Linked DNA regions of Mus musculus: regions 1, 3 and 4 are each linked to region 2. The links are chromatin contacts, called in public HiChIP or PLAC-seq maps. All regions are on one chromosome and are shown on one strand. The core of a region is the stretch at or near the end of the contact, and the rest is flanking DNA. Distances in the headings are between cores, read along the strand shown. Region 1 has its middle 47 kb from the start of Zfp365. Region 2 overlaps Gm46230 (a long non-coding RNA gene). Region 3 has its middle 56 kb from the start of Gm51769. Region 4 has its middle 30 kb from the start of Gm31416.

Evidence for each region. HiChIP or PLAC-seq counts read pairs in DNA pulled down with a chosen protein or histone mark.
Region 1: a contact with region 2 is called in an HNF4G HiChIP or PLAC-seq map of pancreatic cancer cells. The contact joins two enhancer-like sites. A contact is called at or near these places in 1 of 15 datasets of contacts at CTCF or cohesin (the NIH/3T3 cell line), 3 of 484 Hi-C or Micro-C datasets (the HPC-7 cell line, bone marrow-derived macrophages and embryonic fibroblasts) and 1 of 115 datasets of contacts at active chromatin or transcription factors (pancreatic cancer cells).
Region 3: a contact with region 2 is called in a FOXA1 HiChIP or PLAC-seq map of pancreatic cancer cells. The contact joins two enhancer-like sites. A contact is called at or near these places in 1 of 15 datasets of contacts at CTCF or cohesin (the NIH/3T3 cell line), 2 of 484 Hi-C or Micro-C datasets (the HPC-7 cell line and bone marrow-derived macrophages) and 1 of 115 datasets of contacts at active chromatin or transcription factors (pancreatic cancer cells).
Region 4: a FOXA1 HiChIP or PLAC-seq map of pancreatic cancer cells shows a contact between it and region 2. The contact joins two enhancer-like sites. A contact is called at or near these places in 1 of 115 datasets of contacts at active chromatin or transcription factors (pancreatic cancer cells) and 1 of 9 other capture datasets (embryonic stem cells).

What each region holds. Positions count from the first base shown.
Region 1 is chr10:67,864,191-67,867,486 of GRCm38.p6, reverse strand. No RefSeq gene overlaps it. Among named protein-coding and RNA genes, the nearest start is that of Zfp365, 47 kb to the left of the region's middle. Within about 2 kb of position 1,461, at least 26 of the 459 cell types and tissues checked have an H3K27ac peak or open chromatin away from gene starts, as enhancers often do. A contact at or near this core is called in the NIH/3T3 cell line, embryonic fibroblasts and pancreatic cancer cells, where this site is marked.
Region 2 is chr10:67,359,979-67,363,123 of GRCm38.p6, reverse strand. The region is part of intron 2 of Gm46230 (a long non-coding RNA gene); the gene reads right to left. Among named protein-coding and RNA genes, the nearest start is that of Gm46230, 12 kb to the right of the region's middle. Within about 2 kb of position 1,608, at least 41 of the 459 cell types and tissues checked have an H3K27ac peak or open chromatin away from gene starts, as enhancers often do. A contact at or near this core is called in the NIH/3T3 cell line, embryonic fibroblasts and pancreatic cancer cells, where this site is marked.
Region 3 is chr10:67,844,914-67,847,857 of GRCm38.p6, reverse strand. No RefSeq gene overlaps it. Among named protein-coding and RNA genes, the nearest start is that of Gm51769, 56 kb to the right of the region's middle. Within about 2 kb of position 1,682, at least 64 of the 459 cell types and tissues checked have an H3K27ac peak or open chromatin away from gene starts, as enhancers often do. A contact at or near this core is called in pancreatic cancer cells, where this site is marked.
Region 4 is chr10:66,862,914-66,866,095 of GRCm38.p6, reverse strand. No RefSeq gene overlaps it. Among named protein-coding and RNA genes, the nearest start is that of Gm31416, 30 kb to the right of the region's middle. Within about 2 kb of position 1,430, at least 239 of the 459 cell types and tissues checked have an H3K27ac peak or open chromatin away from gene starts, as enhancers often do. A contact at or near this core is called in pancreatic cancer cells, where this site is marked.

The DNA.
Region 1 (3,296 bases), core at 212-2,711, 500 kb before region 2:
AAAGCAAATCTGGACAAACTTTGGAATATAAAAATGGGACTAATCAATGGTCACTGGAGGGATTTTAAAACATTAAATGGGACTTACAGGACCTCTGTAATTACTGTGCCTATATTTTCCATCGATTTGATCCAGTGTTGCAAGACTGTGAATGTCCAACATAAGAGAGAGGCCAGTGCTAGTCTGCTGAGAAAAGGTGGGAAAGTTTGAAAGAGCCAATTCAGAGACAGTTAAGGGTCAGGATGGCTCCCAAATACATCAGTTAATATGATCAAAAGGATTCATTGGAAGCAATCTTGCTTCAAATGATAGGAAAAAGCATCCGTCTCCAGAATATTGAAAATATTTTTTTAATTATTTACTTAGACATTTATCCTCTGTGTGTGCCCAAGTGTTTGTGTACCATATGTGTGAAGTACCCTAGGAAGTCAGAAGAGGGTATCAGACTTTCTCCAGCTTACAGGTGATTGTGAACAGCCAAATGTGGGTGCTATGAATTGAACTAGGGTCCTCTGGAGGAGTAGTGTAACCCCCTCAGCCACCGAACTGTGTCTACAGCCCCTTAAAAATTTACTTTTTTATTTCTATTTTTGTATATGTGTGTGAATGTTTATGCAGAGGCCAGAAGAGGGTGTCAGATCACCTGGAACTGGAGTTGTACACAGTTGTGAACTGCCCAAGAGAGGTAGGAACCAAATTTCGGTCCTCTGGAAGAGCAGAAAATGCTCGCAACCACTGAGCCATCTCTCTAGCGCTACCACATCCCATGTTAAAGCCTAAGATTGACTTTAAGCACTCTCACAGTAAGCCCAGATTTGGCACTCGGTCGCCAGTCATTACGAGGCTTAGCGAGTCTAAGGCTGTGATCCAGAAAAACCTCTCCACACTCTGCTTCTCCTCTGAAGGCCCAGATTAGCAGGGGAATCAAGCCAAAAGGAAGTACACTTCGCTGGAGTATGAGCCGCTCTGTGGAGACGCTTGATCTAAGTTCGTCTCCAAAGAGGAATAAAACAGGTTGAACTGTGTCGGTGGTTTCATTGATAGAATGCTTCTCTACCATGCACAAAGTCCCTGGGTTCCAGTCCCACACAAACATGGTGTGGTGGCACATACTGTAATCCTTGGGAGGTAGAGGTGGGGCGGCGTATCAGAAACTGAAGGTCATTCTTGCTTACAAAGTGAGTTTGAGGCTAGCCTGGGCTACAGAAGACCTAGCTTTAATCAAAGTCAACATCGATGACATCAAAGTAAATAAAAACACACACAAACCTCCAAATACCCAAGGGGTAAAGAGAAGGGTCCAAGATAACTCCATCAGAGCTTGCGAGTGATTAGAATGACTAAGGGGTTTTTGGAAGCCCCAGAAGTTGGGTTCGGAAGTTGAATTCCTTCAGACAGCGGGTGACTCACTGACTTGGCCATCACAGTGGCTGATTCACCTGCTCTCGGGTCAGTTGCCTAACAACTGGGGCTGGCCGGATAGTTCTGTCTCATCGACTTCAAGACTGCCCCACCCAGGGGTCCATCCCATAATCAGCCACCAAAAGCAGACACCATTGCATACACCAGCAAGATTTTGCTGAAAGGACTCTGATATAGCTGTTGCATATGAGGCTATGCCAGTGCCTGGCAAACACAGAAGTGGATGCTCACAGTCAGCTATTGGATGAAACACAGGCCCCTAATGGAGGAGCTAGAGAAACTACCCAAGGAGCTAAAGGGGTCTGCAACCCTATAGGTGGAACAACAATATGAACTAACCAGTACCCCCAGAGCTCGTGTCTCTAGCTGCATTTGTTGCACAAGATGGCCTAGTCGGCCATCACTGGGAAGAGAGGCCCCTTGGTCTTGCAAACTTTATATGCCCCAGTACAGGGGAAACACCAAGGCCAAGAATTGGGAGTGGGCGGGTAGGGGAACAGGGGGTGGGTGTAGGGGACTTTGGGGATAGCATTTGAAATGTAAATGAAGTAAATACCTAATAAAAATTCAGGAAAAAAGTATCAAGCCTTTAGTATACACACACTAACTCTGATGTCCTTCTTAGGAGAAACTCCACAGTGCTCTGGCACAGAGATGGCCTTCAGGAAGGACAGCACTTGAGTAACGCCTTTCAGTCGCTGCTGTGAAGAATTTGCTCTGAGCATCTCGCCTAGCTTCTTTCCCCATCCAGAACTGATGGGGGTGGTTCTGACAGGGAGCCAAAGTGAGTTGCAGGAGCCCCAACAGAGGACCAAGGAGTGTCCCAAGATGTTGCCAGCAAGGCTTCCTTTTTAAAACTCAAAATTCAGTGTGAGCCTCAAATACACTGAGGGTGGAAATCTGGATACTTCAGAAAGAGGGGGTGTTGAGAACAGTCAGCCTAGACCTTCCTTGGAAATACTGAGTAGGGAGTTTCCAGTCCCCTTGCTCTATGTATTCAATATAGACCTCTCTCTCTCTCTCTCTCTCTCTCTCTCTCTCTCTCTCTCTCTCTCTCTCTCTCTCTCTCTCTCTCTGTAAGATGGAAAACAGATGGAGCTGTTCTAGAGAGATGGTTGGTGTACTGGCTAGTTTTGTGTCAACTTGACACAAGCTAGAGTTATCACAGAGAAAGGAGCCTCCCTTGAGGAAATGCCTCCATGAGATCCAGTTCTAAGGCATTTTCTCAATAAGTGATCAAGGGTGGGAGGGTCCATGGTGGGTGGTCCATCCCTGGGCTTGTAGTTTTGGGTTCTATAAGAAAGCAAGCTGAGCAAGCCAGGGGAAGCAAGCCAGTAAGTAACATCCCTCCATGGTCTCTGCATCAGCTCCTGCCTCCGAGTTCCTGTCCTGTCTGAGTTCCTGTCCTGACTTCCTTTGGTGATGTGAAAGTGTAAGCTGAATAAACCCTTTCCTTCCCAGCTTGCCTCTTGGTCATGCTGTTTTGTGCAGGAATAGAAACCCTGACTAAGACAGTTGGCAATTCGGAGTGTTTGGTTCCTACACAGGATCTGAATTCCATTTTTTCCTGTTGGGCAGCTCACAGATGCCTCTAACTTTAGCTCTAAGGGGATCTGAGTTTCTCTCCTGGACTCCTTGGGGCACACACATGTACAAGTGCACATCCCTACTTACCTATAAACACACATGCATGTACACACACACTGAAATAAATCACAAAAAGAGGAATGTTGGCGGTAGGAAAGCTTCCCGATGAAAACTGGAGGCGCTTGAAGAGCTGTTCCAGATGTCTACCCAAGCTTCAGTTGCTTCGTTTGGTAAAGTAAAGGGCTGTGTACACGGACCTGCGTTTCCTAAACGTCCTTGAACAAAAA
Region 2 (3,145 bases), core at 359-2,858:
AAAACATTTAATACAAAGTAACTGACAGACTGTTGCGTCAATATTAAGAAGGATTTGGAGAAATGAATGAGTTTATTTTCCTAGCCCTCACCTCAAATTCTGACCTCGCTGAGTGTTTGCGTAGGGGAACTCAGTTCACAGAGCCCTGTACATGGATCAGTTGCTGGCTACTGTTGTACGCAATCTGTCTCGGGTACCTGCCCATCTTCCTCAGTCAACTTCCGTAACTAGAAAGTTAATCACCAGCATTGCTTCCTCGAACCTTTGGCGGTGAAACATTTTTCTCATGGTAAATATTTATCTCTACTTTGTTTACTAACGAGGTGAATGGAGTGTTGTTCTCTCTGTTGTACGTAGCACTGCCACCAACAGGCTCTTTGCCCCTGCAGGATGACTTAACTTTGGATTTCTCCCAGATATGTGAATATCTGTTTTCCAAAGACATGGCTATGGTCAGAATTCTCATAGTTCACTATGGTAAAAGAGATCCCCACACTGTTGAGCTGTTGAGCCTGTTTAAAAAAAAAAAAAAGTGGGGCTGGCCCCAGATTAACAATAGCTACCTCCCTCCTAAGACTCCCTTATACTTTCGACATGCTCTTGCAAACTGCAAATCAAAAAAAGAAAAACTACTTTGAGATTACATCGTCTACCAGTCACCTTGGCCAAGATCAATAAAACAAATGACAGCTCATACTGTCAGGGATGTGGGGTAAGGGGAACACTCCTCCGTTGCTGTGGGAATGCAAACTTGTACAGCCACTATGGAAAGCAGTGCGCTCTGGTTCTAGGCAAGGATGGGAATAGCTCTACCTCAAGATCCAGCTAGACCACGCTTGGGCATCATCTACCCAAAGGATGCTTCATCCCACTGCAGAGAAGATGCTTGCTCAGCCATGTTCACTGCTGCTCTATGCACCATAGCCAGACACTGAGAACAGCCTTGATGCCCGTCGACTGGTTAGGCAAATGGATGAATAATAAAAATGGAAAACGAAACATTATTTGGCTGTTAAAAGAATTATGAAAATTATGGGTAAATGGATGAATGGAGCTATAAAAAAATAATCATCCTGACTGAGGTAATCCAGACCCTACAAGTCAACAGATATCCTATGTTCTCTTTTAAATGGGGATTTTAGGCGTTAAGCCTTAGGTAGGCGTTCTACAATCTGCATAACCACGGAGCTTATGTATTGAGTAAGGGGCTAGAGAGGAAGGGGAGAATTAAAGTGAGCGGAATAAAAGCTCTTCAGGCTGTCAACCCTGACATCCTCAGGGACACCGGTCCTGACAGAGATATCAACAATTTTGGCGCATTCAAGGGACAATTTCATGGGGCCCACAATTGTGTTACTCTACACGTATGTGTGTATGGCGTGTGTGCATGTATGCATGTTTGCACATGAGTGGGTAGGCAGGCACACACACAAACACACACACACACTTGTCTGTGTGTGTGTGTGTTGCTGCTATATGTGTGTTTATGTGTGTTTGTGTGTATGAGAGAGAAAGAAGAAAGAAGGAGAGAGAGACAGAGAGAGCCCTAAGCCTAATGTTGAAAGCCTCCCTGGATCTCATTCAACCCTTCACCCTGTTCACTGAGTCAGGCTTCCCCAGAGCTCACCAACATGGTTACTCTAGCCAGCCAGCTTGCTCTGGGCCTGAGGTGCCCTCTCTCCATCTTCTGAGTACTGGAATTACAAGCAGGCCGCCACATCCACCCAGCATCTATGTGGGTTCTGGGGACCCAAACTCCCAATTCTCGCTTGTACGGCACGGGCTTTATTTGCTGATCTGTCTCTTCAGCACCAGAGTGTATTACTTCAACAGATGAAATAAATTCTGTCAAAGATGGAGTGTCAGGGATGCCATTAGAATCTTTATGTGACATATTGCCCTGACCAGTCACAGGCACACCGACAGTATTGTTCCATCTGCAAAGCCCAGTGAGTATAAGCAGCACTGAATAGGGGCAGCAATTGTTCTCCTGTAATGAGGCTGTGGACTCTGTTCTTGGCGTGACTCACTCTGAGTTTATTTAGAAGTTGAGGGTGGCTCCCCGTGTTCAGACAAATTGGACAGTTTGCCACATCACCGCCATTACCACCACCTCCGATGTTGGGCTTCCTTCCAAGACATTCAGCGAGGCTCCTCAGAAAGGCACAAGCCACATGGTTCTCTCTGAGTCACGAGGAGCAAACAGCACTCAAGCCCACAGCCTGGGGTTCTCTCCACCAGACTCTCAGAGAAACCTTCATGACTTAAATTCATCCCAACAGAACGTCTTGTGTTTTACATGTATGGCATGTGTGTGGCCGTACATGTGTGCACGCTTGAGTTTATACCACGGTATGCATGCAGAGGTCAGAGTCGTTGTCTCCTTCCACCACGTGGGTCCTAGGGACCAAACTCAGGTCACTGGGCTTAGCAGCAAGCTTCCCCCTGAGCCATCTCATCAGCTCACCATGTGTGTTTGTGTGTGTGTGTGTGCGTGCGCGCGCGCGCGAGAAAGAGAGTGTATAAATCAGCTTTTCTTTATGTCTGTTTCCAAGCACAATAGTAACAGTAGAAGTGCCTCTCACATGGGATCCACACTGTGGTTTTGGAATGATTCCCTAAATAAAATTAGCCTTCTCTATTACAGCCTCTCTCCACATACACATCCTACACATTAAATATCAATCTTCAAACAGACTTTGATGCCATTTCTCTGTGTCCTCCTTACCTGCTTAAAGAACCGATGTTCATCAAAACTCGGAAGTATCTGAGATGTTCTGCCCTGGATGAATAGATAATTAGCTATAGCCCATCTGCACAGGAATGTTACCACACGTTCTGAAAGTGAAGAGTTATCAGGCTGGGGTTGACAGAACACATCTGTCATGGAAGCCCTAGAGGGACTGAGGCAGACACAGCCCGAGTTTGAGGCCAGACTGGGACCCTGCCTCCCCACCACCACCCCAGAACAAGAGCTACCAAAGAATGAAAAGATACGGAAGGGAAAGAAGCCAATCTGAAAAGCCTACAAGGCATATGGACCCAGTTACATGACATGCTGGACCGGGCAGAGCTGCAGAGAAGGAAAGAGGTCTGTCAGAGGTCAGAGTTCAGAGGGGAGGAAGGATGACCTGTAGCTACAGAA
Region 3 (2,944 bases), core at 433-2,932, 480 kb before region 2:
CAGGCTGACCTGAGATTCACAATGCTAAGCAGGCTGCCACTTTGGTTAGCCTGATACAGTGCTGTGAGACAGGTACTATTATAGTCCACCATTTAAAGATGAGAAAACATGGATTGGTGAGTATAGCATTCACAAGCCGCTCATCAAGTCTGGGGAAGCAAGGCTGGTTGCATAGGCCTGTAACCTGTGTTATGAGGCAGGCCTCTATGTTCTGATAGCTCCCTAACTCCCTCCTGCTCTAGGGCATCCTTAACAATTGTTGACTGTAAGGTCCTTCATTTTAATTTTATACAGAGCCAGGTAACTTCGTGGGGTAGCACTGACCTTGGATTAGAGGGCTGTGCTATGAACTGCCATTTTTCTGCTGACTTTTGCAACTCTAAATGAAGCCGCCAGAAGGAAAGAAAATGAACTCGGAAACAAAGTTGCCCAACTAAATGAGCACAGAGAACCCTAATGACAGGCAACATCACACATATGAGAGAAAATACGGAAAAATGGATCTGGGAAGGATACGGAAAAATGGATCTTAGTCACAATTTCTGACTAAGTTAAAGGTTCTTGGATACTGTTCTTGGGAAATGAAATAAATAAATGAATTTTTTTTCTTTCTAAGGAAATGCACAGTTCCCTGACATAGAGTTTATTTTACTGCATGTGTCACATGGATCTTTTCTGAAACAAACCATTCACTAGAGAAGGTTGAAGGCTATAATGCACTATGCAGATTTCCTGGCATCTCCCAGCTGGGGACAGCATCACATGACCCAGCCCATACACTTAGAGCAGAGGTTCTCAACCTTCCTAGTGCTGCACCCTTTTAATACATTTCTTCATGTTATAGTGACACCCCCAACTTAAATTATTTCAATTGCTACTTTATAACTGTAATTTTTGCTACTGTTATGAGTCATAACGTAAATTTTGGATATACAAGATATTTAGTATGTGCCCTGGGGGTCTCGACCCACAGGTTGAGAATCACCAACTTAGAGGCTTCTTCCACCCTTGACCCAGTTGAGCTGTGGTTCAAAGGGTACCCAGAAAAGACTGGCTACAAACAGACTGAGGCAGGGTAAACAATGAGTACCCCAAATACGTGAGGCACTGTGTTACCTCTTTTCCCACCTTTCCTAACCTGGTTCCCTTTCCTCTGGTATCAGGCCACTGAGTCTGACTCTTGTCACCCCTTTAAGCCATTGTTTTGCTCCTCCAGCCTCCGCCCGTTCTTGTCTCTTTGCATGAGTTGCCCAATTTGAGCTACTCATTATTAGCTTGTTTAATTTGGCCTCAAAGCCCCTCATGGCTTGGCAGAGAGGTGAAGCTTGGCTCACTCCTTCATGGGTGGACTTGTTCAGCGGAGGACCAGGGCTAGGGTCGACAGCAGTTAAAAAATAAAGTGGAAACGAGGGCAGAGGCCCCATCATCCATGCGCCACAACCCGCTGAGGCTTGGCCACCTGTCTGGAGAGCTTTGAGGCTTCCTTGCCTGGGGAGGAACAAGTCTTTTAGCTTCGTTCCCACTTCTTAATCAGAAAAGAATCCCAGGAAAAACTGCCCTTGCTTGCCATGCAGGTCTTTGGCAAAGATTCAGTGGGCGTTACCCACATTCCCCTTCTCACCACACCCCAGCTCCACAATGGCCACCATTGTCTCCCGAAGGACTTCTCTTGTGCCCGGGGAGACTGGCACAGACAACTCACTGCACCCAGCTGAGGAGTTCAGCCTCTCAGAACTGGACTCAAGCCGTTCCCAACAGCCCACGTTCCACAATGAAGGACTGTCCTGTCGTAGGTGACAGAATGAGTCACTTTCTTTCTTCACTCTGGATTAAGGATAGATACTGAACAATCAAAGTAGTACTGGCACTTAGCCCCGAGGTTTGTTTATAGGAGCCCCACTATGTGCTCTCAAGCAGCCAGGAGAAAGCCATTGTTGCTTCTGCTTTGCCAAAGCGGAAACTCAGTTCGCTGTTTATCTCAGGGGTTAGCCCAGATACTCCTTGTGTGCCAGGAAGAGTGTGTCTGTGTTACTGAGTCAGCTCCCTGAAAGCTGTTTAAGAAAGATTCAGTGATATAGGAAGAGCATAGATCCAGACAAAGAGAGAAGAAAGGAAGATATGAAGACAAAGAGAGAAGAAAGGAAGATATGAAGTTGGGAAGAGGTAGAAGGGTGAAGAATGGGTTCGATAGAGGGAAGAGTAGGGTGCATGCATATGATAAAAATACATTGCAAATATATTTAAGATTCTCAAAGAATTTATACATAATATAGGTTATTATGTATATACATATACATATGTATACATATACATATACACGCATTCATATATACATATATACACATACCTATATACAAATACATATATATACATATACACATATACATATATACATATTACATGTATACACACATACATACATATACACATATACACATTACATATATACATGCATACACACATATACCTATATATACCTATTTAATCATGTGTATATTTACACATACATATATACATATACCTATATGTAGACATATATTCACAGACATATATACACATGTACATATATATGTACATAGACATATATACATATATACCTATACACATATGTGTATATATATATTAAAAAAGAAAGCACAGGATAGAAGGAGGAAACAGTATTCTTTCAGAGATCCTTTAAAGCATAGGCTACGGGCAGGTTTGATTGGGACCCTGTGAAAGATCCAGCTCTGGACCAGGGATCAGGGAAACTACTGGAGGTTGGGAATGAGCTCTGATACTTCAAAGGGAATTAATTGCCCTCAGATAACAACATTGCAGTCTTTAATTTTTAAGACTTATTTATTTATTTGAGTATAGGGTGGGGTAAATGTGTCGATGTCAGAGGACAATTTGAAGGGGTGATTCTCTCCTCTCACCATGTGGGCTCCAGAGACAGAATCCA
Region 4 (3,182 bases), core at 181-2,680, 500 kb after region 2:
GGGACATAGACTCCAGTCTTCTGCAAGAGCAGTGCCTGCTTTTAACTGCTGAGACATCTGTCTTTACAGTTACGTTTCTTAGAAGAGACTAATGGGAGGGGGAGGGGATATGGCCTATGCTGTTCCTCGTGCATACTTGTTTGAAAAATGTCCTTCTATAACACAGTGCAATGCATTTGTGGCTATCTGAGGTTTGCTGTGGGGCCATCCCAGACTATTTGTAAGTTCTAGGCCAATGAGAAGTCTTGTCTCAAAGGGAAAAGAAAAACCCCAAGAAATTGTGAATGATACCCAAGGTCTTCTGGCTTTCACATGCACTCACAGTCACACACATACCCCCCTCCACGAACACATGCATGCACACATACACATGCACACACAGATTTGCAAGTTAAAAAAAAAATCTGAATTCTACCACCTCATAGGTCCCCAAGAAAAGACAGCGATAGTAGTGTTCACGACAGATTACTTTCTTGTCCAGTGAAGCATGGCACCTGATGAGTATGAGACCGAAGGACTGTTGAACCTCCTAGATTAGCCTGCAATTGTGAAGGATAGGACTCTAGGGGTGCACTGCAGAAGCCTCCCCTCCCCACTGAGGGATGTTCCAGGAGCCATTCCATGTACTGACAGAATAGCCACAACAAACCCCTTTCCCCTTACTTTGAACTTTGATCTCCAAAAGCCACGTGAATGTGAAGGCTGATTTATGTCAGTGGGTCTTGTGTCGCAGAAGGCGGGTCCAGCCTGGTCCCTGGCACACCACGAAGATTTCCTCCAGCTGTCAATGTGAGAGATGCCTGGGTTAGCTTTTTCTTTTTTCAGAGGACCATCTCCACTCTCACTGAACTGTAGGGGGTGGAGCCAAGAGCGCTCTCACCAGCCCAGTGGGTTGTGATGTGATAGGCATCCTTCCTACATGTTCGCGCAGAGACGTGATTTTACGGAGCTTCCGAGCACACTGAATCCAGTCATGGCATTTCAAGCAGTGTTAAAAAGGAAGAGGTTAGAAGACTTAAATGTGAGGCCAGGCCTCCCAGTTCTGTAGACATCCTTCTATCACAGATTTTACTGTTGTAGCAATATAATCTAACTCTGTTCTCTCTGGCTTAAGAAGGGCAGCCCAGTGCTGGCCAAAGTGATGGGGGAAAATAAGAATTTATAAACCGTTTGTCTCCGTAGTTTCAGCCTCCTGAAATCTGCTGTCCTTCAAAGTACAACCCGATTCAGGCTGAGACCATGAATCCAGCGTGGCTCTGTGTCACACAGTCTACCTTCCCCCCTACAACCCCATTCAAGGTCAGTTATTCATTCCTCCCCAGCAAACAAACAAAAACATTCAAAACCACAGACAGGGAGTAGTGTGATTCAAAAGCCTTGACTGAAGCAGGAAGCCTGTGGCCATCTGTAGAGCAGCCACTTCCTGAAGAGACACACAGCCATGACCCTGTTCCTTGGAAGAGTGGGTGCTGCCTGGGCTTGATAGGAACAATGAGTCAGGCAGGAAGTGGCTGAGGCACGAGGTTTTCTTTGTTGAGAAGGCAAACATGCAAATAAACTGGGAGAAACAGTGTCAGCTCTTTCCAGGGCGCTCAGGGAGGGAAGTTAGAGTTTCACGCACCCTGTACAAAAGTTGCAGTTGCAATCCGATGCCTTTTCCCTTGACAGTGGTGCTACACTGCGGTGTGGTGGTTAATGGTGATTGACAGGATCTAGAATCACGTAGGTGACACACTTTCCTGACCTTTCTACGAGGGAATTTCCAGATCAGACTAATTGAGGTAGTAGCACTACCTAAACTGTAGGTGGCGCCATTCCCTGGCGTCCTAGACCGACTCAAAAAGTGAGTGAGCTCAACACTAGCGTTCATGCATCTCTTCTTCCCGTGTGTATACAATGTATCCAGCCGCCTCAAGCTCCAACCCCATGCCTTGCCTGCTAAGCCGAATAAACTCCCCCTCTGTTGAGATGTTTCTTGGCAAGTATTTGACGAAAAAAGAAAAGCAAAATTGATACAGCTGGAAATGAACCCTAGGCTTTCCTCTATCAAATGCTGGGCGAGTGAACTTGGTATGTGATTAAAAGACTGAGCTGGGGCCTTCATCTGTGAAACTGGCATAGCAAGGCTTTTCTTAGGGGGAGGGGGACTATGCTTTTGTGAGAGATAAATAGGACAAAGAGTGATACTCTGATACAAAGTAAGGAGACAAAATAATCATATTTTTAAGTATTTCACACATAGAGAAGGCCCAGAGAGAATGATACAGTATAGTCACACCCCAGCTTAACTAAGAGACACGACTTCCTCTCTATGTTCTCTCTACTTTTTTCCTTCTTGTAGGTAAACACAGTCCAATATTGACACATGGATTCCCATGGATAGCTTCCCGATTTATATTAAAAGCCATATTCAGCATATTGTTTGGATGTTTCCAAACGTGACAATATGCTCTCTATATTATTACATAGCTGCATTTTGTGATTCAGGATTCTGTCTGTGATGCCAGCCCATGGAGAGACTGAGGCAGGAGGATCAAGAGTTCCAGGTCAGACTGGGCTAATTAAAATCCTATTGGGGGTGGGGGGGAACCCAAGCCAAACCAAATAGAACCAAACCAAAATTCCCTGTTTGAGGATTATTCTTTCTGATCTCTGCAGCTTTGATTCATTTTTACCACGTTTTACCTTTAAGAAGTTTATTTATTTTACGTATATGGTATGAATATTTTCTCCACATGCATGCTGTACTTGTGGAGGCCAGAAGAGTGAGACAGATTCTTTGAAACTGGAGTTACAGCTGGTTTTGGATCACTTAGGTAGGTGCTGGCCATTGAACCTGGGTCCCCTGCAAAAGCAACAAATGCCCTTAGCCACTGAGCCATCTTTCCAGCCTTCATTTGAATTCATGGCATATTTGCTTACTGTCGATGGTGAATATATAGGTAGTTTCATTTTTTTCCCCAAGAGAAATGACATAGTTACGGAAGTTTTTGTGTGCCTTGGTGACCTCAATTTGTAAAACAAAATAAAAATGCTTGCAATTTACACCTCTATCCCTTACCACTACAATTGCAAGAACATTTTCAAGTTTATAAAATGCTTTTAAGTTTATTAATGCTACCACCACAGAGGGTTTTCTACCCTCAACCCTCCATCAATTATAACTCTTTATGCCATGAAAT